Regions from separate parts of the Mus musculus genome. Here all the other regions are linked to region 1. A link is a contact called in public HiChIP or PLAC-seq and promoter capture Hi-C data. All regions are on one chromosome and are shown on one strand. The core of a region is the stretch at or near the end of the contact, and the rest is flanking DNA. Distances in the headings are between cores, read along the strand shown. Region 1 holds the start of Soat2 (sterol O-acyltransferase 2). Region 2 has its middle 19 kb from the start of Acvr1b. Region 3 overlaps Acvr1b (activin A receptor, type 1B). Region 4 holds the start of AU021063 (expressed sequence AU021063). Region 5 has its middle 18 kb from the start of A330009N23Rik. Region 6 holds the start of Smim41 (small integral membrane protein 41). Region 7 has its middle 14 kb from the start of Gm52200.

Region 1 (3,492 bases), core at 544-3,043:
GTTGGCAAAGCTCTGCTTAGCAGTACTGTGGGCTCCATCTCTAGCGTGATCTGAAAGAAAAACAAAGGCCAACAATTGCAATGGGAGACTTAAAGTCTCTTCTAGGATAAGGCCTTGTGGTGGCCTCAAATGGGAGCCCTGGGGAATCACCTGGAGGCGTCTGAGCTGGTGCTGGTGGAGCCCCTTCTGCATTTTGTGACTCAGTAGGTCTGGGCTAGCCTGTGAACACAAGTTTCTAACATAAGTGATGTTGGGCTGTTGACAGAAACTGCATTTTGAAAGCTATTGCTCTGGCCTAGCAGAGTGGGCCCTATTCAGTAGGTAAAGCAACTAAGAGCTCTCAGATGCTTTCCTGCTCAAAGCCTGGACCTCACCCTGACCTGCACCTCTCTCCCCAGTGTCGTTCCTCGCAGGGGAATCGCCGTGGCCCCTGCTGGTGTGTGGATCCGATGGGCCAGCCTTTGCCAGTGTCTCCAGATGGTCAAGGAAGCACTCAGTGCTCTGCCAGGAGCAGTGGGTGAAGCCCCGAGGGAGCCTCCAGGACGCCAGCAGGAACAGGGGGCTGTCATTTGAGCTGTATGTGAAGCAATGAATAACTCTGTGCCCCAAGACCCACCTTCACGCCCCACCCCATTGTCCCTGTCACCCTTGGGCCTTTACACAGCTAGTTAGAAAGATTGCTGTTGGCTTGTGTACTAATAAAACAGTATTGGGGGGGTGTCTCTGGCTTACGTCTCTGCGTCTGTCTCATTCAGATCTGGGGCCTCGTGCTCACTGTCTCCCATTGGTCATAGTGTTTCTACCTTCCCTGCAGAGCACAGCCAGCCTCTTCCATTGCCCTTGGAATACAGTAGACTGCCACTGCCACAGGCAGCAAGCCCTTTCTTTATCCTCACCCGGATACCCACCCGGAGCTCCCTTGTGGGACTGACTGAGATCCTGGCCTCAGTCCGAGATCACAGTGATTACAATCTTGCTTCTATCACTGACCTCTGGACTGATGGAGGAGGAGGATTAATAGTTAATCCCCAGCAGGAATTTGCCAAAGTGGAACTCCCAAGGCACTCACCTGCCCTACTGCCTACCAGAAAGAAACAAATGTGCTCAGGCTCTGTATGGTTTATCCAGACTACCTCCAGACTACCTTATTTGTGCTGGCAATCACCTGATGACGTAGGGACATTTTGTCCCATAATTTTTTTTTTTTTTCAGAAGAAGCTTAAAAAGTTTGGTCCACTTTCCTGAAGTTACATAGGTAGGCAAGGCAACCCCTGGCGCTATTTACTGTTGAATAAGTGTGTGTCTGCCCTTTCTGCTTATGTGGTAACCCAAGGTGTAGGGAAGAGCTGACACTGAGGGGCCTCGACCATCACACATGACACAAATAGAGCTCCTGACAAAAATATTGTTGCACACACATGTCACTACAGGCCTCATCCTGTGCCCTCAGAAAAATGACTACAAGGTACACGAAGATGTTTCTGGTCCCTCCCTGACCTTCAGTCTTGGTAGAGAGAGCCAGGAAGAGCCAAGCTATGTGATAAGCCTCGGGGAAGCAAAGTCCCCCTCACAACCTGATGCACAGACTCACTCCCGAAAGTGAAATAGCAATAGCGTGAAGCTGATCATAGTGGTTGTGGTGAGAGAGCTGTGAAAGCCACAGGCAGGGCCAGAGTATGAGAAACACTGCCTGCAGATAACCTATCTAACCCTCAACGGGGCTCCGGAAAGGACTTTAGTCCCTGGAGTTGTCAGATCTCTGAGTGGGACACAAGCTCTGTAGGTAGATTGAGAAAGAAAGAAAGGAAGAAGACAGACAACAGCTGTGTGCTGTCCGCTCTACACTGGCACCATGCAGCCAAAGGTGCCCCAGCTTCGGAGGAGAGAAGGGCTGGGAGAGGAGCAGGAGAAGGGAGCCCGTGGAGGAGAAGGTGAGCCGCCCTCCCATCCCCCACGCTCCAGACACTCAGGCGGGCCTGAGATGGGTGTGTGTAAGAGCTAGCCGCTAAGGCCACTTCCTTTCCTCTGGCTGTTCTGGGAAGCCAGAGAAGGCAGTTTCTGCCCTTTTCCCCCCAGCACGCGGACTGGCAATGGAGAAATGTTCAGAGCGTGGTTTGGCCTTCATTAGGGGTGAATGGAGTACTTCCTTGTTTTGGGTCCCCTGTTTCCAGCAATTGCATCAGGCTCTTTCTCGCCACTGTGTGTGTCACTTCCCTGGCTAGTGGCTCTACCCACGATTCTAAATATTGACTGGGAACGGAGGCTGTGAGCACACAGAACACCTAACTCCTCCCTAGTGAGTCCCCTTTGGTTCTTCCTCCTAGGGAACGCAAGGACACACGGAACCCCAGACTTGGTGCAATGGACTCGACATATGGAGGTGAGGGATCACGGCAGTCATAAAGGACAGGCTGGGGATGTGGCTAAACTTGTAGAGTGCCAATCTACCTGATGCGCAGCACCACATAAAACTGGTGTGATGGCAACTGGTGTGATGGCAACTGGTGTGATGGCATACAGCTGTAATCCTAGCACTTGGGAAGTAGAGACCAGGTGATCCGTAGTTTGAGGTCACCCTTGGCCACACAATAACATCCAAACCAGATTGGGCTACAGAAAACCCTGTCTAAGAAATAAAAAGTAGCCAAGGCAGTTGTGGTACATGCCTTTAATCCTAGCACTTGGGAGACAGAGGCAGGCCTGGTCTACAGAGTGAGTTCCAGGACAGCCAGGGCGACACAGAGAAACCCTGTCTCAACAAACAAACAAACAAACAAACCCCCCCAATCATTATTTATCTAAGATTTATTTATTTATTTATTTATTTATTTATTTATTTATTTAATGTATATGATACACTGTAGCTGTCTTCAGACACACCAGAAGAGGGCATCAGATTCCATTACAGATGGTTGTGAGCCACTGCTGGGAATTGAACTCAGGACCTCTGGAAGAGCAGTCAGTGCTCTTAACCACTGAGCCATCTCTCTAGCCCTATTATTATTATTATTATTATTAGTAGTAGTAGTAGTAGTAGTACTGTGTCTATGTGTGTCTGTCTGTGTGTGTCTGTGCATTCCTCTGTGTGCATCTGTGTATCTCTCTGCGTGTGTGTGTGTGTGTCTGTGTGTATATGTCTGTGTGTGTCTGTATGCGTGTATCTGTCTCTGTGTGTGTCTGTATGTGTGTATCTGTCTGTGTGTGTGTATGTCTGTGTGTATCTGTGTGTCTGTATATGTCTGTGTAATTTTTAGAAGTCAGCTCTCTCCTTCCACTGTGAGTTCATGATCAAAATCAAGTCACAAGGTTTACATAGTAAATTATTTTACCCACTGGAATATCTTAGCAGCCGCAGCTTTTGTATAAATATTCAAAAACCTCACTTAAATTGTCTGGTAACATTGTTTGGATAATGCCAACCTAGATTTCTTTCCCCTATCCACAATTTTTTTTCAATTTTTATTAGATATTTTTTCATTTACATTTCAGATG
Region 2 (3,492 bases), core at 699-3,198, 1.0 Mb before region 1:
GGAAACTGATCTCTTAGAGGTTACCACTGGCCTCCTTGTTACTAAATCTAGTGGGCCTTTCTTATTCCTTCCGTCTTTAAACCTGCTGACCATGCCAGCCTCTGGCTCTCCCAGCACCCACTGCGGGCGTCCTGGTCGCTTCGTCACTGCTTTCGCCCGAGGTTCTCGGTACGCGGTGCTTGCACTGGGTTCTCTTCTTTTGCACAATCTTCCTGGGTCATCTCAATGCAACTTGGTATTAATGCGTATGAACGGCCTCCAGTTTTGTGTTTCTGTTTGTTCCTTATGACAGGATCTCTCGTGGCTCAAGCTGGCCTCAAAGGCGCTATGTAGCAGAGGATTACCTTGAACTCCTGACTCTCTGAAGAGCCGAGAGGCAAGCATGTACCGCTGTGCCTCATCTATTCAGTTCTGGGTGTTAAACCCAAGGCTTTGGGTATGCTCAGTAAGCACCCTTGGGCCTTCTGAGTTTGAGGTCTCCAACCTTCTGGATGGTTCTTTAGCACAATCATGTCTGACATGGATCTCCTCCATCCTGTTTTCCTCCCTACCTGGAGTGACCTGCTTTAGCTCAACAAACACAACGTTCATTCATAATTATCTGTTCCCTCCCACCAGGTCCCCATTCCAGTCAGGAGAACCTCATCTCCCTGGCTCCCAAGACCTCTGTCAACTGCTCCTCAGTTCCCAGCATGCTTGGCTAGGCCACTGGGCCCTGTTCCTATTCACCCCCCTGGTTCTGGCCCATCCAGTTGGAAAAGCTCCCCTTATTTCATTGTCCTGCTCAGACCTGCAAATGTAGCTAACAGGCCTCTGACCTGCAGCCTGGGGCCACAGTCCCCCTCCCCCCCACCATCCAGCCACATTGAATGTCTTCTCCAGCCCTTAGTTCCTTTTGCCTCAGGGCTTTTACATACTGTCCCCTTTGTCTGGGACATGCTTAGCCTGGCTACCTGGCACTCATCAGTAATAAGCACGTGGGAGGTGAGATGGAGTGGACCTTGAAGGGTGGCAGGCATGAATGTCAATTCCAGCTCTCTCAGCTACATAACCTCATGTCTGTCGATTAACTTCCCAGGACTCATCCATAGGGAAGGGCGTAGCAAGACCTAGAACTCCTAATGTGTATTGGTTTTTTAGCCATCTGACCTACCCCTACCTATCTGAATTCTATTCCTTCTTCCTCATGCATGTACAGATGGCAGTGAGCCCCAGAAAGTACATAGGCAGCACAGCATGGCATAACCCACCCCCACAGGCACCCCACAGCCCACCCTCACATGCACCCCACAGCTCACCCCCACAGGCACCCCACAGTCCACCCCCACATGTACCCCACATGCATACCATAGTCCATCCCTACAGGCACCCCCACAGACACTCAACAGCCCACCCTCACAAGCACCCCACAGTCCACCCCTAATCTCCTAAACTAAGCCCTGGAGTCCAGGAAGACTCAGTGCTAGGTAGCAGAGAGGGCAGATTTGAGTAACAGACTGGAGCAGAGGAAGCAACGCCCAGAGAGGAAGAGGCTGCCAAAGGGAGGGCTCTTCAGTATCTAACACCCTTGTTCTAGTGCCCAACTGAAGCCAACTGAATTGTGAGAAACTCCTGCATTTCTAGCCAGGGAGGAGGAAGGGGGTTCCCTGGATTTCAGTGAAGTCTTAAGTGACTTATATATCTTGTGAAACAAGCATGGTTGAGGCTAGGGCTGTGGCTCATCAGTAGAGTACAAAGCACACACAGAGCCATGGGCTCAAGCCCCGTGGTTACATAAAGCCAGGCCTGGTGGGTGGGGCATGCCCTCAACCCCAGTACTTTGGAAGTAGAGGCAAGATCTGGAGTACAAGGTCAAACTCAGCTACATAGTGAATTTGAGTCAAGCCTGGGCTACAGGAGACCTTGCCTCAAAAGCAAGCAAGCAAACAAAATTCATTGTAAAAATGAGGAAATGAGCCAGGCACGGTGGCTCATGGCTATAACCACAGTGTGTGAGAAGCTGGCGGGAGACCACTGCTGTAGATTTGAAGGCAGCGTGGTCTACATAGTGAGTATGGGGACTCCTCGGACCAGGTCACGAGAAAATAAAAATTAAAAAGTTTAAAGAAATAAAGCCATAAATGAGGTGTTTACATATATAGTAGCCACTAATAAGTGGGGCTGTGCAGTGAGCCGATTCTCTCCCCCTCCTTCTTCTCTCCCTCCCTCCCTTTCTTCTCTCCCTTCCCCCTTTCTCTTCCCCCTCCCTCCCTTCTCTCCCTCCCTCCCTTTCTTCTCTCCCTCCCTTTCTTCTCTCCCTCCCTTTCTTCTCTCCCTCCCTTTATGCATGTGTTACACCCTCCCATCCTCTTCTTTCATCTTTCTCTGCCTCCCAGTCTTTCAAATTCCTTTACCCCTTCTTTTTACATTTTTCCCATACAATATATTTTGATCATGTCTCCCCACCCCACAATACCTCCCAGACCCTTCCCATCTCCTACCCACCCAATTTTATTCTCTTTCTTGAAAATAAAGTCCAAGAACAAACCCACAAAAATTAAAATTAAAAGAACCAATGAGACATACATATTGCGCATATATATATATATATATATATATATATATATATATATATATCCACCAAAACAAAGCAAAATGAAACAAAAAGTCCACACAAAAAAAGTGGAATTTAGTTTTAGTTTGAATTAGCCAGCTACTGCTGGGCATGGAGTCTGCCCTAGAGTGGTTGATAACGCCCAGTGAGACTCCATTGGAGAAAACTGATTTCCTCTTTGGCAGAGAGTATCAATTACAAATAGCGTCGTGGTCGGGGTGGGACCCCATGTCAACTTTCCCCTCTCGGTTCTGAGACCCCATCAGGCTTGAGTGTGTGCTGATCTTGTGGAAGCTGCCGGGGTCTCTGAGTTCATGTGGATGTCAGTCCTGTTGTGTCTGGGATACATTGTTTCTTTCGAGTCCTCCAACACCTCTGGCTCTTATAATCTTTCCACCTCTTTTTCCAGGCAGATCCCTGAGCCTAGAGGGGAGGGGTTTGATGGAGACATGCCATTTAAGACTGACTCCCAAGTCTCTCACTCTCTGTCCACTGTCCACTTGTGGGTCCTGGTGGTTTGAATGAGGATGGAGCCTGTGGGCTCATGTGCTCTTCAGGTGGTGGAACTATTTGGGAAGGACAAGGAGGTGCAGCCTTGTTAGAGGTGTGGGCTGCCATTCCCAGTTAGCTCTCTCTGCCTCATGCCCGTGGGTCAATAGGTAAGGTCTCAGCTACTGCTCCAATGCCAGTTCTTGCTTGTTGCCGCGCTCCCTACCATGTGGGTCATGGACTCTAGCCCTCGGAAGCTACAAGCCCCAAAATTAAATGCTTCTTTCTATGTTGCCTTGGCCATGGTGTATAATCATGGCATTAGAAAAGTAACTCAGACCTGGGTCTCTGTGTTAACTCCTATCTACCAAGAAGAGTCTCTGATGAGGATAGTGTGAATCTCTCTGGTT
Region 3 (3,492 bases), core at 626-3,125, 960 kb before region 1:
TGTCTGCTCAGAAGGCAGAAGGATTAGACTAGAGGAAGCTGCAGGAATACTCAGTGAGGTCTTTTGGTGAGAGCATTAAGAATGGATATGACCTGCTGGAGGTAGAATTATGGGGGTTTAACTGGGAAGGTGTCTCCAGTGGTTCTGACAGTTAGGAGTCCTGGGCAGTGTCACAGGGACACTGCAGAACACTATGGGTTCTCTAGGACAACTGGGTTTGTAAGGTTGCTTACCGTTTGTGAGCCCCATACCTTCTCTAAGGCCTTGTTCCACTATGTCTGCCTCAGCTCTGAGCTGTGTGGAGACCACATAACAGAGAATGCAGATCACAGAAGAGTGGACTCTTGCTAATGTTATCAGTTGAGCATCACAGCATCTGAGAAAGCCAGCTTCATGTCTTTGTGTTATCCCTAGTGAACTTACTTAAATGGCTTAGTAGTGAAACTCTTACCTAGCTCGCCTGAGGCCCTGGATTCTGAAAATATCAGCCTGTCAGAAAAGCACACCCATCAGATACAACCCTGAGAGGTGCCCGTAACAAACACCAAAAAGCTGTAGGGAGGTTGGGCGAGGGCCAGGGAAGAAGTGGTGGGCCCTGATGCTGTAGGCTGCTGTTGCTCACACGGTGTATAGTGGGGTTAGAAACTGCAGCGTGGGGGCTGCACAAACCCCCGCATGCACTGTCCTGATAGACTGTCCAGTGTCCCTAAGGAGTAATGAATAAACTAAGGACCATGGTCGCTCTAGCTTTCAGAGCTAGAGAACTGGTTGTGTTCATAACCAATTCTTGGACAGAACAGGCTGCTGTGTAGCGTGCTCCTAACTTTCTGAGGTTTTGGGTATCCCCTGCGATATCTTGTGGCACTGTGAGTCTAAGGCTCTGTAGTGGTTCCTGAGACTTCCCAGCTGAGCGCAGCCTGAGCCTCTGTGTCCTCCTGACACAGGAGACTGTGTGTACAGCACACAGAAGCCAGAGTCAGCTCATCCTGGGACTTGGCTTTTCTCAAAACAACCTTTTTCTGAATCAGATTTGCATTCACATCCTACCACAAACCACCTTCTAGTCAGACAGACTTTGACCCATGCTGTAGTCCTGTCGAGGTGGTTTTGTCTCAAGTTCAGTTCTGACTAATTAGACTCATCAATAACAGAGTCTGTGCTGTGGAGAGAGGGCTCGTGTTCTGACACCCCCCCCCATTTGATTGGCCATTTGATTTATTTTTATATATTTCAAAATGCCGGGGACCGAGCCCAGGGCCTTGCATGTGTGAGACAGGCCTCTCATCTGCTGACTTGTTCACACAGTGAGTTGGTGCCTCTGTGGTAGTCACTGCTCGTGCTTGCTGATAGAGTAGGGAGTGTTTTAGGTGACTGTGTTGTTGTACACACGTGCAGGTGACCCTGTGGCAGTACACATGTGTGCAGGTGACCCTGTGGCAGTACACATGTGTGCAGGTGACCCAGTGGCAGTACACGTGTGTGAGGTGGCCCTGTGGCAGTACACATGTGTGCAGGTGACCCAGTGGCAGTACACGTGTGTGAGGTGGCCCTGTGGCTGTGCACATGTGTGCAGACTTTTGACCTGATGAGTCATGATGAAACATGACAAGAGGCTGTTGTCATTAGCCCGGATTTAGCTTTTCAGAAAGAATTAAATTTAGGATATGAATTTATAGTAAGTTCAGCATATGCTTATAATTTTATTATTGCTTCTTCTGTTTCAGTGAAGAGTATTAGCAGATGAGTGGTGAGTGCACGTGTCTTTAAAGGACACAGCAGACTGACTGAGACAAGTGCTCTGGACCTAGACCAGAGGGAAGAGAGCTTGTAGCTAGCGAGAACGTGATGTCATCTTCTTCACTTCCTTTTTCCGGTTGATCAGGAGGAAAATGAAGTGCAGAGATAGTCAATGACTTCCTGAAGCCACACAGTCCCACAACCATGCAGCGAGCTAGCAATTTCCTCTGAGACTGTGGCTCACCTCTTCCTAGTCATTGTTAAGAAATATTTTCCTTGTTGGGGTTGTTTTCTTTCAATTTTTACATTAAAAGGGAGGTTCATATGTAAAGTATATTACTATATATAATGTTTATATGTTGTGTGAGCCTTATTAACAGTCCTTCACAGCTTCAGCCCAAAAGAGACTGTCACAGTTAGGGTAACTGTGTGCTCCAGGTCATGTGGCTAGTATTGGAACTAGCACTTGAGGTTCAGGTCTCTGTGACCTGTTGCTCTGTGATGCCCACTGTCCCTCCTGCTATGGTAGATTCAGATCCTTCCAGGGTGCGGGTATGGCGATGGTTATCTTCACAGTGTGTCTGCTTGGGCTTGCCGCTCATCTGTAAAAAGCAAAGGTGAACACAGTGAGAGTGGGGTGAGCCTTGCTCAGGGTAGCCACAGCACTTGGCAGGCGCTTGGCTAACTTCCCTCTTGTCTCTGTAAGATAAACGGTGTTTGCTGGTTGGATAGTGGAGACCTAGATAGGCTCAGGGACTTGCCTGCCTGCTTGGCCCGCTCCTTATTGCAGGCCCACATGGCCCACTTCCCAGCTGATCCTGGGCCCTTCAGCATAGATTTCACCACTTCTGTTCTTTCCTGCCTTACACCAGGCCTGCTTAAGTACTTCCCAAAAATAATGAGCCATGTGTGGGCGTGGTCATTCTCCAGAATGAATCACTGTGAGCGAGGCCAGCATCACCGAAGGGGGAACAGCTATCGGGAACCAGAGACTCCCGTCTCCTCTGCCCCACTAATTGATGGACTCTGAGGTGACTGCTTTTGAAAAGGCCGTGTGTCTCACTCGGCTCAGAATAGTCATCTCTTGAAGTTGTTAATTTTCCCTTTCTTGCTTCCCAAAATAGACCCAATGCTGTTGTCTTTGCTGGACGTCACAACACGGTGCTGAGAGGTGCTCCCTGTGGGGAACCCCTAAGGGACACAAAGGGACTTGTCAAAGGCGCCTTCTTGGATTAGCAGGACTCCAAAGGAAGAAAAGGGGGTCTTGCCAAGTTTTCTGAGGCTTGAATAAATTTTAAGTTCTTAAGAGGAGTAAGACAGAGCCTGGCTTAGTAGCCCAGGCCTGTGATCCCAGCACTGTGGAGGCTAGGGGGTGGAGAGTTCAAGGCCAGCTGGTTACTTAGTGAAAACTGTCTCAAATACAGTAACCAATAGGAAAACAAACAAAAACAGACCGAGCGAGAAATTTCACCCACAAGTTTGGGAGGAAGATCTGAGGCTTTTTTAGTCGTGGAGCTAGAAGAGTAGAGTGAGTTCCAGGGGAGCTTCCTGTGGAAATTGCTTTCATGACCGATCTGCTCGCAGTCCCTACTTCACACTCTCTGTCTGTGAGAGATGGTACAGCCCAAGCTGCTCCCGGGCAGCTGTGTGCTTGGGAATTCATCTCAAGAAGATAGAGATCTCCTCACACACTGTAAAGAATACAGCAGGCCCTGCCTGTATGGAAAAGCTTCCGTCTACCTGCCTGCCTCACAG
Region 4 (3,492 bases), core at 580-3,079, 930 kb before region 1:
ATTTATAAACACAAACTTTTAGCTAACATTTCTAGGGATTGAAAAGCTGAAGATCAAGAGGCCGACAGCGTCAGTGTTTACAGAGAGCTTGGTCCTGGAAGATGGTGCTTTTCCCGTTCTGGCAGGAAGGGAAACAGGCTCCCGGGAGACTCTTTTATAAGAGTACTTGTCTTAGAGTTTCTATGGCTGTGATGAGACACCATGACCAAAGCATGGTGGGGAGGAAAGGGTTAACTTGTCTTACACTTCCTCAGCGCTGGTCATTTTCGAAGGAAGTCAGGACAGGGACACAAACAGGGCAGGAACCTGGAGTCATGAGCTGATGCAGAGGTCATGGAGGGTGCTGCTTAATGGATTGCTCCTGGCTTGCTCAGCCTGCTCTCTTATAGAACCCAGAATCACCAGCCCAAGGATAGCACCACCCACAAAGGGCTGGACCCTCCCCCATCATTCAATAATTAAGAAAACGCCCTATGGCCAGATCCTATGGGGGCATTGTTTGATTGTTTGCTTGCTTGCTTGTTTTTTGAGACAGGGTTTCTCTGTGTAGCTCTGGTTATCCTGGAACATGCTCTGTAGAGCCGGCCTTAAACTCAGAGATCCACCTGCCTCTGCCTCCTGAGTGCAGGGACTAAAGTCACACACTGCCACCACCACCAGGCTTGGAGGCATTTTCTCAACAGACACTCCCTTTTTTTCAGATAAGTCCAGTCTGTGTCAAGTTGACACAAAACTGCCCAGCACAGTGCTTGTTCCATTCACAAGGACAGAGCCCTCCTGACTGAATGAATCACCAATCCTCCTAAACCCTCCACCACTTAGTATCACAGTGAGGGCTGAGTCTGTGGGACACCGGCTTCCACACTACAGCTGATTGTAAGCAGGGGCGTGATGTGGCCCTGCTTGTCTGTAGGGAGGCACTTTCTGTGGTAGCAGACCATTAGAACTGTGAGGAGAGACACAGCCAGTGGGGCAGGAGACAGGTTCAGGCACGATCAGACAGCCATGCAGAAAGGGGATGCTGACTTCTGTCTGAAGTCAGTGGCAGAGAGAGCCATGGCCAGGGGCGGGGGTGGGGGGTTGTTCTAGCATGAGCATTTTGGGGTTTGGGTAGCCTGATACACAATGCTGCCCACCACCACCACCCAAAAAGCCAGGGATTAGACGCTGAGCAGGTGTTCATTTGCCAACAGGGAAGAGGTCTGTGGAGTTCCTGCCCTAAGAGCTTCCATCTTCTGCATTTCTCCTGCTAAAGTGAGAGGTGAGGAAATATGTATTCCATGTCTCATGAGTGACGTGTTGCTGCTCTGAGGAAAACCAGACTGAGTGTCCCTTCCTTCTGTCACTCCAACCTGGCCATTCGAGAGGCAGATGCTTGGCCTCTGGATGGGACTAGACCAGGAGACACCCATATCCAACACAAACTGTCCTATCTACCTGGCTCCTACCTACAGACCTCCTGGGAGTCAGATCTCTGAACTGTACTGGATCAGACCTGCTAGAACTCTCCCGCAGCAGGGCCCCAGCACCAACACAACACTGTACCGCGAGAACGCTGTTAGGCAATAGGAGTCATTAAGAAAACAAGCATTCCCTGCCCAGCCAGCTGCCCACCGGCTGTTCTATACCTCCTGCAAGCAGTGATGTCATGCAGCTGAGGCCCAGCCCATCATTCCTGGTGTACCAGAGAGCCAGCTGAGCCCCAGGCCCTCTCTTGCTGCTAACTCCCCTCCCCATCCCCTCCCCTCCCCCCTCCCACACAGAAGCAGAGGCGGCATCCATAGAGCTATTTATTCATCCTTGCTAGTTCTGTGCCCTGAAGTAACTGACTCACTGGGACTCTACAGCGTCTGAACTTTCGCAGCTCTAGTGCTCCAACTTTCCGAGGGTTCCCCAGAACTTAAGCAGGTCTGTGGGGTCACAGGGAATTGTGGATTGGTGGGAGACTTGGCAAGGGGTTGTCCTTAAAGAAGTGAGAAGGGGCTTTGTCCGTTAGACAGCCTCTACTAATCCCATGCTACCCAGGTCTCCCCTCCCCCCACCCTTAAACCCCATCTTAGGATGGAGCAGCTGGAGCCAAAGAACTGGGAAACATGAACTCCCTGGGAACAAGACACCTGCTTCGACATAAGTTGCAGACGAAGTATAGATTTCTCAGGAGCAGATCCACAGGGGATTTGCTAAGAGGCATGAGGAGGTAAGGGACATTCTGGAGAGGCAGGAGGCCTGGGTAAGGCTAATTGGAGGAGGGGAACAGATGCTAGGCAAGGGGCGTGGCATAAGAGGAGGTGGGGCAGAGAAGGCTGAGCTCTGGAGCCGTGCTGTGGAGTACTTTTAACCGGCAGCATCTCCCTCCTCACAACTTCCTCAGTGTGAACTCAGTTACCAGCTCACTACAGATCCTCCTGGAGGAACAAATGCTGTATGGGATCCCAAAATATGGCAAGGTTTCCAGGTGGCGCCGAGCACCAGACGGCTTTGAGTCTGGAGATAGTTCCACCACAAGGCTCACGACCAGCAGAGGGTGCCACCATCCCACAGGGAGGCACCCAGGACTCTCCAATCCTCCCTGGAGAAACTGTGGAACCGCAGAGGAATCAGGCAGTCCGCTCCCCAGCTGCCAGCTGCTGAATTAGCAGTCTTTGTCAAGAGTCCTGGGTTCCTAAATCCATTCCGGGGCAGTCTTTCCCTCTCTGACTGCTGTCTCAGGCAGGAGGGCTTGGACCACACACGTCTTTTCCAGAACATGAGGCCTCTTCCAGCTCTGAAATCCTAAGATTTGAGAAAATCATGCCAAGGACTTAGAGAAATTGCCTTTTCTGGGCTCACACTTGCTCTGGGTTTTCTAGCACCTTCTTGCTTAGGTGAGAACTTCAGCTCCCTGTGGTGGCTTCTCACCTGGAGGCAAGAGGCAATCGGACCTGCACAAACTGGGGTTGTGGGGGAAGAGGTGTTTACCTCTAATCAGCACAAAGGACTTCTGTCAACAGGGCTGTTAGATACGCATTCACTAATCCTCCAGAGTAGGCAGGTGGCACCTTCATAGGTGGCACAGGATCTCGTTGGGGGTGTGTGGGGGGAGGGTCCTTTCGTGGATAAGAACTAGAATGAACGCAATACAAACTTTTCTGTCTTCTACCTTCGTAACTCCCCACCCCCTCCCCCACTACAGATGCCGTCTGTCAGGCAACAGACGGTCCAGGGGTCCATCTGTGTTAATGCTCTCAATAAGAGTCCCATGTTTCTCCACTGACTCTCCCTTGGCCCCTCAACCGATGGCCACTTGGTGGTTAAATCAGGGAGAGAAGCATTAAGGGAGACATCTTAGCTAACATAGTCCCTAAGCCACCCTTCCCACTTATACTTCTTGTGTAGTGAGGGCACAGGGGCCTGGGTGAGAGTAGGGGGCTGGAGGAGGGGAGGCAAGACACAAGGAGACAGCCAGACTGATGAACGGGTAGAAGAAAGTCTTTTCTGGCCTCTGAGATATGG
Region 5 (3,492 bases), core at 609-3,108, 910 kb before region 1:
CCCTAGCGAATCTGTCCTGGCAGCCTGGAGCTGGCATGCCCCGGGCCATATCATCCAGAAGCAAGCACCCGGTGCCTGAGGTCAGAATACCCTGCTTGGTGGCTTGGACACACCCCTTAGCAGCTGATGCCACTAGACAGATCACACCCTGTTCCTGGCTCTGCAACATGACAGCGATCATTTGAGTGCGCTGCTAGCTCCCGGGTTTGCCGCGAGGTCGGAACAGAAGTGTTTTGTAAGTGTAAACGTTAGAGAAATGTAACATACACACACTTTCACTGCTGGGAGGCTAACTGAAGGTGGGTTTGTGGAAGGGATTAAGTTAGCGAGGGAGAAGGAAGATAAAAATAACAAGTGCCTTTCACCAAGTGCTTATTAGGAGCCAAGGCCGAGGAAAGTGATCCGAAAATATTGTCTAATTATAGCCAACACTTACACAGGGCTGACCTTGGGCCAGGAGCTGTTTAAGTGCCTCATGCATACAAACTGCTCAGATCCTCGTGACTCAGGGGAGAAGGTGAGGCATGAAGTAGTTGGTTTGTAGACCGGCTCATGCGAACGGGGCTGGCATTCAAACCACAGCGATTTGTCCCCTGTCATGGTCTCTGAAGTCACGACCACACCTCAAAGAAGATATTCTTGCATTTCCTTATAGTAAAGCCACTGGAAACACACCATGAAGGTGTATTTGAGTCCAGACTACCCACTGGAGAATGGAGAGCAGTGGGAACTGGCACAGGGTTCCCCCACCCCACCCCCCACCCCCGCCCAGGAACAGGGCAGATTCGAGCAAAGGCAGAGCTTGGGGGAGAGGGATTAATGCGTGGGAAGGGAGGATGGCCTATCTTCTGGATCCAGAAGGAGGAAGCAGGCTGACAGGCTGTGTCGCTCTCCTCAGTGATGGATTCCCTTTTTCCCTTCCAAGCCTCGGGGCTCCTCCTCCTCCGCTCTGAGGTGCTACTCTGACTGGAGAAGGTGAGAACAACCCCAACCCTGCCACAAGCTTCCCTCAAACCATCTCCTAGCTTCTAGCCTGTTATACAACCTGCGCTCTGTCCACACTCGGAAATAACCATGGCTCAGCAGAATGGACTTGGGGGCATGATGAATGGTCCTTAGGACGATCAGCTGACGGCCAGCTGCTCCTGAAGTGACCTGAGTGCCTGCCATAGCTCAGGTTCCCCAGCCCTTCCTGGGAAGTGGCCCTGCCTGGTCTACAGGAAAAGTCTTAACGCGGCTCTGTGTTTGGGCATCATGATAATCATGATTTTGATGAGTATGACCACCCATTTCTGTATCTCTTAATATCTGTCAAGCCTGGGGATGCACGCTTGTAATCCCAGTTACTCGTGGAGCTGAGGCAGGGGGATTGGAAATTCAAGACTTGCCTGGGCTACAGGGTGAGTTCTATACTGGTCTCCAGATCTTGTATAAACTCTGTTTCAAAGTGAAAAATAAAAAGACTGTGGCTAACGCTTAGTGGTAGAGTGTTGGCCTACAATGTGAGAGGCCCAGGTTCCATTCCCAAAGCCACAGAAAATAAATGAATAAAGGCTGGGGAACAGGGGAGCCTGCAGGGCCCTCTCCCACCTCCCGCACCCTCTCACTCCCGCGCAGTACTCTGCACCTTCCTCGGCAGTTTATGGGTCCTGGATTTTCCGAGTACAGCTCAAGGCCCAGAGGACAGGGGCCCCAAAGGTAACCCAGGTTCTCTAAGGGGAACCACCACGCTGCCTGCACAGGGAAGGACTTAGTCTCCTCTGGCACCCTCTGCCTGCCTGACTCTCCTCTGTGGGGCCTGTCAGCAGTAACCAGAGCTGGCTCGGTGGCTGAGAGCAGTAGGAACACCCGTTTCTTGGCAACCGGGGACAGCATACAAGATCCAGTTAATCACCTGTGCCAGCAGGTCAGTCCTCCCACAGCCTCCAGAGCGGCCCCTGATGGCCAGAGGCATGAATCGTTTCTACCCCAGCACACCTAAGGTTCTAGCGGGAGCTAGAGGCTCTTTTCCCTTGTTTCCTGTTTCCTCAATAAACAAACAAACAAACAAACAAATAAATAAATAAATAAATAAATAAATAAAATATATAATTGGTGCTTATTTTGTATGATATATAAAATATAATTAATATATAATATACAAAATATATTGTGTGATATATGTGTGTGGATACACACACACACACACACACACACACACACACACATATATATGTATGTATTCCATCTGTGTATGTGTGTATGTGTGCTGAGCCTTGCATACCAATGTGTTTATATGTTTTGTTCTTCAAGACAGGGTTTCTCTGTGTTACCCTGGCTGTCCTGGAACTCTGTTGACCAGGTTGACCTCAAACTCACAAAGATCTGCCTATTTCTGCCTCCTGCGTGCCGGGGATTAAAGGCATGTCCCACCACCATTGGGGCTTTCTTTCAAGTTTTAATTTGTGTGTGTGTGTGTGTGTGTGTGTGTGTGTGTGTGTGTGTTTGCCTGAGGTGGTGGGTAGTTTTTAATGTCAATTTGACACAGGCTAGCATCATTTTGGAAGGAGGAACCTCAACTGAGAAAATGCCCCCACCAGATTGGTCTATATGCTTGTGGTCTGTCTCTGTCTTCTTAATTAGGGATTGATGTGGGAGGCCAGGGTTTTGTGGGTAATATTATCCTTGGGCTGGTGGTCCTGGGTGTTATAAAAAAGCATGCAGAGCAAGCCATGAGGAGCAGCCAGTAAGCAGAACTTCTTCATGGCGTCCTCATCAGTGTTTTATCACAGCAAGAGAAACTCCAAGACAGTTTGAATGTGTGGGCATGCAACGTATGCAGAGGCTAGGATTTGAAACTAGTAGCCAGCTCTTATGACTGAGCCATCCCTCCAGCCAGCCAGAGCTCTTGCTTTTTTGATTCTTTTTAAAAGATTTTATTTTATATCTATGACTACACTGTCACTGTCTTCAGACACACCAGAAGAGGGCATCATATCTCATTACTGGTGGTTGTGAGCCACCATGTGGCTGCTGGGAATTGAACTCAGGACCTCTGGAAGAACAGTCAGCACTCTTAACCACTGAGCCATCTCTCCAGCCCAAGGTTTTGTTTTTATAACATGTTGAAATCCATTACGCAAAATTACAATTATTTATTTATTTTTTGGCCCCAACTCTGTAGTAAGATGTGGAAGTCAGAAGAAACCACTTCAGCTTCCTCTCTGGGAGGCAACAGCAGCCACAGTGTGCCTGTGAGGCCACAGGGCCCCAGATGGGAACTCTGTCTTGTTTCTTCTCAGCATGTGACAGCTTCTTGGGGTCACAGTTTCCTAAATACCAAAGCAGTGCTTACCTTACAGGGCCGGTGAAAGAAGAGACAAAGCTAAGGAAAGCTTAAGCACAGAGCCTGGCCCAAGGCCCTGCACGATGGATGCAGCAGGGTCTCCTCTCTGGCAGGTCCTCCACCACACCCCTCTCTAGCCACGTATTTTAGTCTGCTGCTTTAAGGAG
Region 6 (3,492 bases), core at 382-2,881, 860 kb before region 1:
GAGCACTGCTGAGTGAGCTCCTGTGGGGAGGGACACTGAAGCTGATGCTGGCTGGGGCCTGGGCGTGGTCCTGGAGCAGGGCAGCTAGAGATGTGCCTGCATTCTCTGGCTGTTTTCCTGGCAGGGTCAGGTTTTCTGCTCAGCCTCCGGATGCTCTGGCTTGGCACTGAAGAAGGTGTCTTCACAAGTTTCCCTGGTGTGCTTTGGTCTAGGTGTGTCCTATCTTTTGTTTTGTTTTTGTTGAGGTGTAAGTTAGAGGTGACCCTTTCTTGTTTTGTCTTGTTTTTGAGGCAGGGTCTACATTGTCCAGTCCTGGGACTTGCTTTATAGCCCAGGCTAGCCTCAAACTCAGATCCACCTTGCTAGCTGGCTCTGTGATCTACTTGAGTCCGAAGTTTCTAGGTAGTCCTAGCTGGCCTCAAACTCATGCTATAGTCTGACCTTGGGATTCCGTGCTATTCTGACCTGTTTTATGTTGGGCTGGGATTTAAAACCTGAAGCTTCCTGTTGGACAAGTTGCTAGGCAGGCATTCTACCAACTGGGCTGTATCCCAAGTCTCTCCAGAGTGGCTTTATGTTTGAAATGGGAACTTGAAATTTGCTAAAGGATCTTGCAGCAGACCCGGGCAGGCTTCTCTGCCTGCAGATTGCACTGGACTTGACCCCTGGCTGTGTGACAGGTACCCAGCTGGCAGTGGCTGTGTAGACACCAAGACAGTGATGTGTTCACCCTCTGCAGAATTATGATTCCCATGAGGTAGGACCGTGGGCCAGATCTCTGCTCCCTTCCTAAATTGTTTCAGTTCATAATTACATCAGTCCCTACACCCCTCCTTGCTCTCTAGATCTGCTGTGTTCTCGGTAAAGAGGACTTCTTGGACAAGAAGACAGGAGAGAAGGAATGGAGGTAGGCCTTGCTATCTGGGTACTTCTAGCCATTCTCTCTGCCCTGGGGTCTGGAGTACTGTGTTCTGCCTGTCTGCCCTGAAGGAAGACTTTCCACCATTCGGACTGTCCTGTGTGTGAGAATTGTTTCAGGAACAGAAAGCTGTCTGTCCCGTGCTTTGCTCAGAGTGGTCAGCACTTGGGATGGGGTCTAAGAATTGTAGACACAGCTGGGCAGTCATGATGACCACCTTTAATCCCAACACTTGGGAGGCAGAGGCAGAGGCGCAGGGGCAGAGGGGCAGAGGGGCAGAGGGGCAGAGGGGCAGAGGCGAGGCAGAGGCAGGTGGATTTCTGAGTTCGAGACCAGCCTGGTCTACAGAGTGAGTTCCAGGACCGCCAGGGCTACACTGAGAAACCCTGTCTCGAAAACAAACAAACAAGAATCGTAGATGCTCTGAAAGCCCCGAGGATGCAGAATCTTGGCCTTTTTCTATGGAGGAAAGTCGTGGAAACGGGCCTTTTAGGCTTACCTGGCAATTTTGAATGATGGACATAGGTTTGGAGAACAGATAGGCTGGGCCTAAGGATCCAGCCTGTCAGAGAAGGACCTCGAGGCCACTCTGGAGGAGTCTGTCTAGGAGGGGCCTGAGCGCTGCTCTGCACGCACTTGGGTAGAGTGGGCGGTAGGGCCCTGGGAGGCCCGCCCCTTAGAGACTTCTGACACAGCCTCAACTCTCAAGGGTAGTGTGCACATCTGGGCAGCTGGTGGGAGCATGAACGGCTCACAGGTGGGAGCTGCAGCCAAGGCTGCCTGGCTGAGCTGCTGCAACCAGTCCGGGCTGCCACTCGGACCCCCAGAGGGGCCACGCATGGTGCAGGCAGTCGTGCTGGGCGTCCTGTCACTTTTGGTGCTCTGTGGGATCCTGTTCCTGGGTGGTGGACTCCTCCTCCGCGCTCAGGGCCTGATAGCCCTGCTGGCCCGAGAAAGGCATTCAACCCCCGAGGCTGAGCCTGGTGCCTGTGGAGGGGATGACGACTCCTAGGTGTCAGCTGCTCTTGAGATTCAGCCTGTTCTGTGCCACGCCATCCAGAGTTCATTTCTGTGAGGCACAGCGGAAGGTCCAACCCACAAGCTCTTATTTCCCGCACAGGTGAGAGCCTTGAGACACAGGGAGTCTGGGGTTGGGGCTGCGTGGGGTGGGCACAGTGATGGTCTCTGTTCTCATTAGGTGGACATCACTGGGTACAGACAGCTGCTCAAGGCCAGGGTAGAGCTGGAGGTCCCTGTGCCTCTGAGGCACAGACAGCCTTCGTGTCCCTTATGCTAAAGGAGGGAGGCCGGAGAGTTCTGTGAATGGGAGCTCTTTGTGTACCTATGTTTCCCCGTGTTCTGCATCTGCCCAGGTTAACTTGTGGTCTGCTGGACTCAGCAGGACCCTCTGTTCTAGAGGCTAATACAACCCAGCCTGAGCTCTCAGCTTGCTGCTGTCTCCTTCCCAAAGCTTCTGTCCAGGGAGGGAGTGGGCAGGCTGGGGCCCACCGGAGGTGAAGGTAGAGGAGAGAGATTCTTCACTCCCATTAGAGGTACCCCTGGTTGGGTGAACAGTGGGGACAGAGAGATGTGCCAAAGACTCCTCTCCTGGCTCCCCGCTCACGTGTAGCTCAGCCAGAAGCTTTGTGTGCTGTGTTGGGGGTGGGGACAGCAAGGTTTCGTGCAGGAGCATATGCGGAGGAAGGAGAAGGCTGAGTACTCCCAGCTGTGGGGGCTGCGTCTGGGTCTCCCGCCTCTAGCTCTCTAAGGACAGGAACCATCTGGAGAGAAGGGTCTGGGTGGCCCAAAGGACAAAGTAACTCCAGTCCAAGGCCACCTCAGGCTGAACCATGAAATGGGGGTGGGGGGTGCCTTTACCATCCCATTGATATTCAGCTGTGTGTAGGGGCTACTGGGGACGTCTGTGAGTGGCCGTCTCTTGGCGACTCTCAAGGCTCCTACTTTCAAGTTACCGCCAGGAATACGGTGGTGCAGGATGCCCGTGATGATGGCCTGGTGAGGGGCTGAGGGTGTGGGTAGGTGGAGGTAATCTGCTGTGAAGCTGACGATGTGTGATCCTTGCTTAGCACCTAAGGGTTTGGCACCAATTCTGGGCAGCCGTGCCATGTTAGCCTCAAGAGTGACAGAGTTCACATCTGAGATGTCTCCTCCACAGCCGGGGAGTGCACTGCCAGGGCAGGGCAGTGTGTGTATGTGTGTGTGAGTGTGAGTGAGTGTGTGTGAGTGTGTGTGTGTGTGCTGGTATGGAGGGGGGTGGGCAGGGCCCAGGGAACTGTCCTCCTTCACTTTCTGGTCTTGGGCACCGGCTCCTCCCCACATTCTGCAGTCTCCCACCCTGTGCCTTCCCCCATCTCTCCTCAGTGGGGCGGAGGGCATCTAGATTCCCTTGAACCCCCTCACTGACAATCAGGTATGCCGAGAGAAACTTTGAGAAAAGGTGAAGCTCAAAGAGACAAACAGGTGACACACTTCGGAGCGCAGCAGATCGGGAGCCGAACTGTAGGCTCTCGAGCCCAAGCTCGGTCTCCTGGGTTCACTCTTCCTTCTGCTTT
Region 7 (3,492 bases), core at 657-3,156, 820 kb before region 1:
CCCCTGGAGCAACATCAGCTGGGTTCATCCTCCCCATGTTCCCTATCTGAGAACCAGGTGGGCTCATGGCAGGGGTGAGAGGAATTGGCTGGGGTTTGGCATCTGCGGGTGCAGCTGAGACCCTGAGGGGCACACAGGTCTTCCTAGGCACTCTGCAAAGGGCACCCCTGGGTTACTGAGTGCTGATTGCTTTGGTGTCAATTATGGGTGTTTCATAACGTGGGGGGGGCGGTTCCCACATTTCCATGTCATAGAGGGGGCTCTGGGAGGCTGTTGCTGTCCACTCACATGGCCAGTGAGGCCTGAGACAGATGTGTGGACATCAGTGATGCTGCCCTGCCCCCTCCTTGGTCCACCTCACTGCTAAGACCCATCAACATCTTTGTTTAGAGTTAAGCTGGACCTGGCACCTGAGCCTTGTTTCCCTGAAGAGTGATGGGGCCAGCAGAGCTCTCCTGACTCCCACAGGCTAGGAATGGCCATGCCTGTCTCTGAGGGAACAAGGACTGGCCGTGGCTGGTGTGGTCCAGGACTTTGAGTGTCAGGCAATGAGGGGACCCTGATCTATTCTTCACATTTTCAATGTGTCTTGGATAGGAGAGGTCATTTAGCTAAGGTGACATTGCCACCATGCTGACTGTCTTGCTCTGGCTGCCTTTTCTGCCTCTGAGGTTTGCCCTAGAATCTGGACAGGCATCTCTTGCCCTTATATTACAGGAGGTGCCTTCTGGGATATTTTCTTTCTTTGACAGGGACAAGGCACAAAATGTGGGTCTCTAGAGGATCACCCCCTCTTCACAGGTGACTGTGTGTTCCTGGGTAAGTGGTAGGGGTCAGGAGGGCCAGCAGGGATGTAAATCAGGTGTGAGGAGAGGCAGGGCAGGTTAAGGGGCTGTTAGGAAGGCTCCATTTCCCTCAGAGGGGCTCTTGGTGGCCAAGGCAGGCTTAGGGTATCCGAGGTTGTCTAGACTGGCTGATTTTCCCCTGTAGGGTCCCCAGGAGGAGGGTGGCAGGTGAGGCTCCTGCTTGAGCACTGGCTCCACCTCCTCTGCCCGTACCCTCCAGAGTCTGCCAGAAGCTGTCCCAGCACAGGAGAAAGTTCCTTATTAGGTAATGAGTGTCTCCTGCCAGGTGGGGAGAGGACAGGCTGCCTGCCAGGCCCAGGCAAAGCCCAGCCTCTGTGGTGTCTCCGAGCTGGCACTGGCCCTGAACCCAGCTCTCCTATACCTATCTGCCTGTGCAGCCCCTGATGTCTTCCTCGAGACTCCAGTGGGCACATGGGAAGTAGGAAGGTGGCTATGTCACCCTGGTCACTGTCATATGAGTGGATGGCTAGGTTACCTTCACTGCTCTCTCACAGCCTCAGGCCATGGCAGCTAGGCTGGTGCTCCCTCCCTGCTGGTGCTCCCTCCCTGCTGGTGCTCCCTCCATGTTTGTGCTCCCTCCCTGTTGATGCTCCCTCCGTGCTGGTGCTCTCTGGTCTCTCTTGTCTGAGGTTCATAGGAGGAGGGCTCGGCAGGGACCTGGCCTGAGTTATACTGGGCATAGCTTCTTGTCTTCCTGATCTGCTACCTGCACCCCCCCTCCCCACTTTCTGGCTCTCTCCCAGCTTCTCCTTGGGAGGTTGGCTTCTCCAAATTCCCAGATCACCACTACCTACTCATCCAGTCCTTGGTGCAGAGAGTTCTGCCTCATCCTGTGCCCTGGCCTGTGTGTACTAGGGGCACCCTCCAAGGTTGGGCCTGAGAGATGAAAAGTAGGACTCTGTAATACCAGGGGCTTTGGGGGCAGGATTTGCTTTGCTTTTTGAAGCAGTCTTAGCACAGGACTCTCTGGAAAGGGCTTTAATAGCAGTCTCACGGCAGCTCTGCTGACAGACAAGGAGGCCCTGGAAACAGCTGTGGGAAAGTGAGGGTGGGTGTAATTTCCCAGGAGCTGGAGACAGCTGGGAACTCAGAGTCTAGGTCACACCTCCCCTAACTCCTTGCCCTGGAGTCTAGTGCCTCTTACTGTACCCTCTATGATTGTTTAGGTCCCCTCTCCCTTACCTCAGCTTCCCTGCCTCTTAACTTGTTCACTCTGAGGACCTTGCTTACTGAGATTTTTGCAGGGTGGCTTTGTGTGGAGACAAGCAGAATATGTGAATGTGTCTAATGCGCAGAGCCACCTTCTCCCTTCTCCAGCCCTCTCTGCATGGAGCAGAAGGGACCAAGCTCCTGTGCTCATAACTACCACAAGCTTTGGGGCTCAGGGACCCTTCCCTGTGTCTTGTAGTTTTATAAATTAGATAATTCAAGCAGGCAGTTCTGCCTAATGCCAAGCTCTAATCTCGCCATTTCAAGCCTCTGCCTCTAAGCAGTGGTTTTCAAGAACTTCCTGATTCTGCAACCATGTAACACAGTTCCTCGTGTTGTGGTGACCCTCAATCACAAAGCTACTTTTGTTGCTACTTCTTAATCTTGCTACTGTTACGAATCACAATGTAGACATCTGTGTTTTCTGATGATTTTAGGCTCCCCCTGTGATAGGGTCACGACCCACAGGTTGAGAACCATTGCTCTAGAGGATGGGCTGCCTGGTGCTTCAGGACACAGTGCACTGGAGGTCGGCTTACAGGTGCCTTTTCTCCCTGGGCCCATCCCCGTGGCTTGGGGAATCACTTGATCCCATTCTGCGCTTACTGGGACCACTCTTTTATCTCCTTCCCCAGCCTGCTGGACCATGAGCTTTCTGCCTTCATGGCTCTGCTCTTCAGGTGTGCTGCCTGCTGCCCACAGTCTCCTCTTGACTCAGCATCTCTGTTGATGCCTGGCATCCCATTTGAGTCCCCTGCTAGCCTGATGCCCACGGCCTCATTACAGCGTCTGATGTTAGTGTATACAAAAGCTGAATAGTCCCCACCACTGGGAGCTCACATCCTCATCTTGGTCATTCTGGTGGGAAGCTTGATGTGTGAACCAAGTCCTGGTAGTCTGGTCTTGGCTCAGGTCTGGTCCTGGCTCCGTTCATTTCCCAGTCCCCAGCCTCCTAACCCTGCAGCCCTTCAGACACACACTAACAAGCATGACCAGTTGACTCTTTCTGATGTTATATATTCCAAAGCAGACACCATATCTGCAACACACTGGGACATCTGGGTCAGCCTATTATAAATGGGGCATCTGGTTACACAAGAGCCTGGCCTGTGTTTCTCTGCTGGCTACAGAGGTACCTATAGGCCTTGAAGAATTAGAAGAAAGAGGAGAACTCAGGATGCATCCTCAGAATGAGCATCTCTGGCCCTGGACAAAGTACACTTAGAACATTCTAGAAGCCAAAAATGTCAAGGCATGAGTGGCATATTGTATGGCTTCTCTTAGGGCTTAGGCTCAGAGGAAGACTGAGAGAGAGAGAGAGAGGGAGAGAGAGAGAGAGAGAGAGAGAGAGAGAGAGAGAGAGAGAGAGAGAGAGAGAGAAGGGTCACAGTCTGTGAACAATGATCCACGTGCACAG

Evidence for each region. Promoter capture Hi-C pulls out the DNA fragments that hold promoters and counts their contacts. HiChIP or PLAC-seq counts read pairs in DNA pulled down with a chosen protein or histone mark.
Region 2: an H3K4me3 HiChIP or PLAC-seq map of bone marrow-derived macrophages shows a contact between it and region 1, with 10 times the contacts expected there. The contact joins the enhancer-like site here to the promoter of Soat2 in region 1. A contact is called at or near these places in 8 of 39 promoter capture datasets (the 3T3-L1 cell line, embryonic stem cells, hippocampal neurons and 3 more), 1 of 115 datasets of contacts at active chromatin or transcription factors (bone marrow-derived macrophages) and 2 of 9 other capture datasets (adipose tissue and liver).
Region 3: a contact with region 1 is called in a promoter capture Hi-C map of liver, with 4 times the contacts expected there. The contact joins the enhancer-like site here to the promoter of Soat2 in region 1. A contact is called at or near these places in 17 of 39 promoter capture datasets (the 3T3-L1 cell line, 3T3-L1-derived adipocytes, the C10 cell line and 11 more), 1 of 115 datasets of contacts at active chromatin or transcription factors (pancreatic cancer cells) and 1 of 9 other capture datasets (macrophages).
Region 4: a contact with region 1 is called in a promoter capture Hi-C map of liver, with 4 times the contacts expected there. The contact joins the promoter of AU021063 here to the promoter of Soat2 in region 1. A contact is called at or near these places in 17 of 39 promoter capture datasets (the 3T3-L1 cell line, 3T3-L1-derived adipocytes, the C10 cell line and 11 more), 2 of 115 datasets of contacts at active chromatin or transcription factors (astrocytes and embryonic stem cells) and 1 of 9 other capture datasets (liver).
Region 5: a promoter capture Hi-C map of liver shows a contact between it and region 1, with 3 times the contacts expected there. The contact joins the enhancer-like site here to the promoter of Soat2 in region 1. A contact is called at or near these places in 17 of 39 promoter capture datasets (the 3T3-L1 cell line, 3T3-L1-derived adipocytes, the C10 cell line and 9 more) and 5 of 115 datasets of contacts at active chromatin or transcription factors (effector CD8 T cells, embryonic basal ganglia, embryonic stem cells and 2 more).
Region 6: a promoter capture Hi-C map of liver shows a contact between it and region 1, with 7 times the contacts expected there. The contact joins the promoter of Smim41 here to the promoter of Soat2 in region 1. A contact is called at or near these places in 16 of 39 promoter capture datasets (3T3-L1-derived adipocytes, the C10 cell line, the SN4741 cell line and 9 more), 2 of 115 datasets of contacts at active chromatin or transcription factors (bone marrow-derived macrophages and pancreatic cancer cells) and 1 of 9 other capture datasets (macrophages).
Region 7: a contact with region 1 is called in a promoter capture Hi-C map of the HPC-7 cell line, with 8 times the contacts expected there. The contact joins the enhancer-like site here to the promoter of Soat2 in region 1. A contact is called at or near these places in 16 of 39 promoter capture datasets (the 3T3-L1 cell line, 3T3-L1-derived adipocytes, the C10 cell line and 11 more), 1 of 484 Hi-C or Micro-C datasets (the N1E-115 cell line), 1 of 115 datasets of contacts at active chromatin or transcription factors (pancreatic cancer cells) and 1 of 9 other capture datasets (macrophages).

What each region holds. Positions count from the first base shown.
Region 1 is chr15:102,148,782-102,152,273 of GRCm38.p6, forward strand. It overlaps Soat2 (sterol O-acyltransferase 2), which reads left to right and starts at 1,794. Exons shown (of 15, transcript NM_146064.1): 1 at 1,794-1,931; 2 at 2,325-2,380. The coding sequence starts at 1,853. It overlaps Igfbp6 (insulin-like growth factor binding protein 6), which reads left to right. Exons shown (of 4, transcript NM_008344.3): 4 at 399-731. The coding sequence ends at 521.
Region 2 is chr15:101,153,488-101,156,979 of GRCm38.p6, forward strand. No RefSeq gene overlaps it. Among named protein-coding and RNA genes, the nearest start is that of Acvr1b, 19 kb to the right of the region's middle. Within about 2 kb of position 1,949, at least 43 of the 459 cell types and tissues checked have an H3K27ac peak or open chromatin away from gene starts, as enhancers often do. A contact at or near this core is called in bone marrow-derived macrophages, where this site is marked.
Region 3 is chr15:101,189,101-101,192,592 of GRCm38.p6, forward strand. All of the region lies in intron 1 of Acvr1b (activin A receptor, type 1B), which reads left to right. Among named protein-coding and RNA genes, the nearest start is that of Mir6962, 3.0 kb to the right of the region's middle. Within about 2 kb of position 1,876, at least 80 of the 459 cell types and tissues checked have an H3K27ac peak or open chromatin away from gene starts, as enhancers often do. A contact at or near this core is called in the HPC-7 cell line, liver, macrophages and 2 more, where this site is marked.
Region 4 is chr15:101,219,418-101,222,909 of GRCm38.p6, forward strand. AU021063 (expressed sequence AU021063) reads left to right here and starts at 1,830. Exons shown (of 3, transcript NR_045996.1): 1 at 1,830-1,908; 2 at 2,061-2,197; 3 at 2,372-2,738. It overlaps A330009N23Rik (RIKEN cDNA A330009N23 gene), which reads right to left. Exons shown (of 3, transcript NR_045328.1): 3 at 1,774-2,772.
Region 5 is chr15:101,240,988-101,244,479 of GRCm38.p6, forward strand. No RefSeq gene overlaps it. Among named protein-coding and RNA genes, the nearest start is that of A330009N23Rik, 18 kb to the left of the region's middle. Within about 2 kb of position 1,859, at least 83 of the 459 cell types and tissues checked have an H3K27ac peak or open chromatin away from gene starts, as enhancers often do. A contact at or near this core is called in effector CD8 T cells, liver and pancreatic cancer cells, where this site is marked.
Region 6 is chr15:101,291,594-101,295,085 of GRCm38.p6, forward strand. It overlaps Smim41 (small integral membrane protein 41), which reads left to right and starts at 1,632. Exons shown (of 2, transcript NM_001369218.1): 1 at 1,632-2,039. The coding sequence starts at 1,662. The coding sequence ends at 1,931.
Region 7 is chr15:101,331,460-101,334,951 of GRCm38.p6, forward strand. No RefSeq gene overlaps it. Among named protein-coding and RNA genes, the nearest start is that of Gm52200, 14 kb to the left of the region's middle. Within about 2 kb of position 1,907, at least 43 of the 459 cell types and tissues checked have an H3K27ac peak or open chromatin away from gene starts, as enhancers often do. A contact at or near this core is called in the HPC-7 cell line, where this site is marked.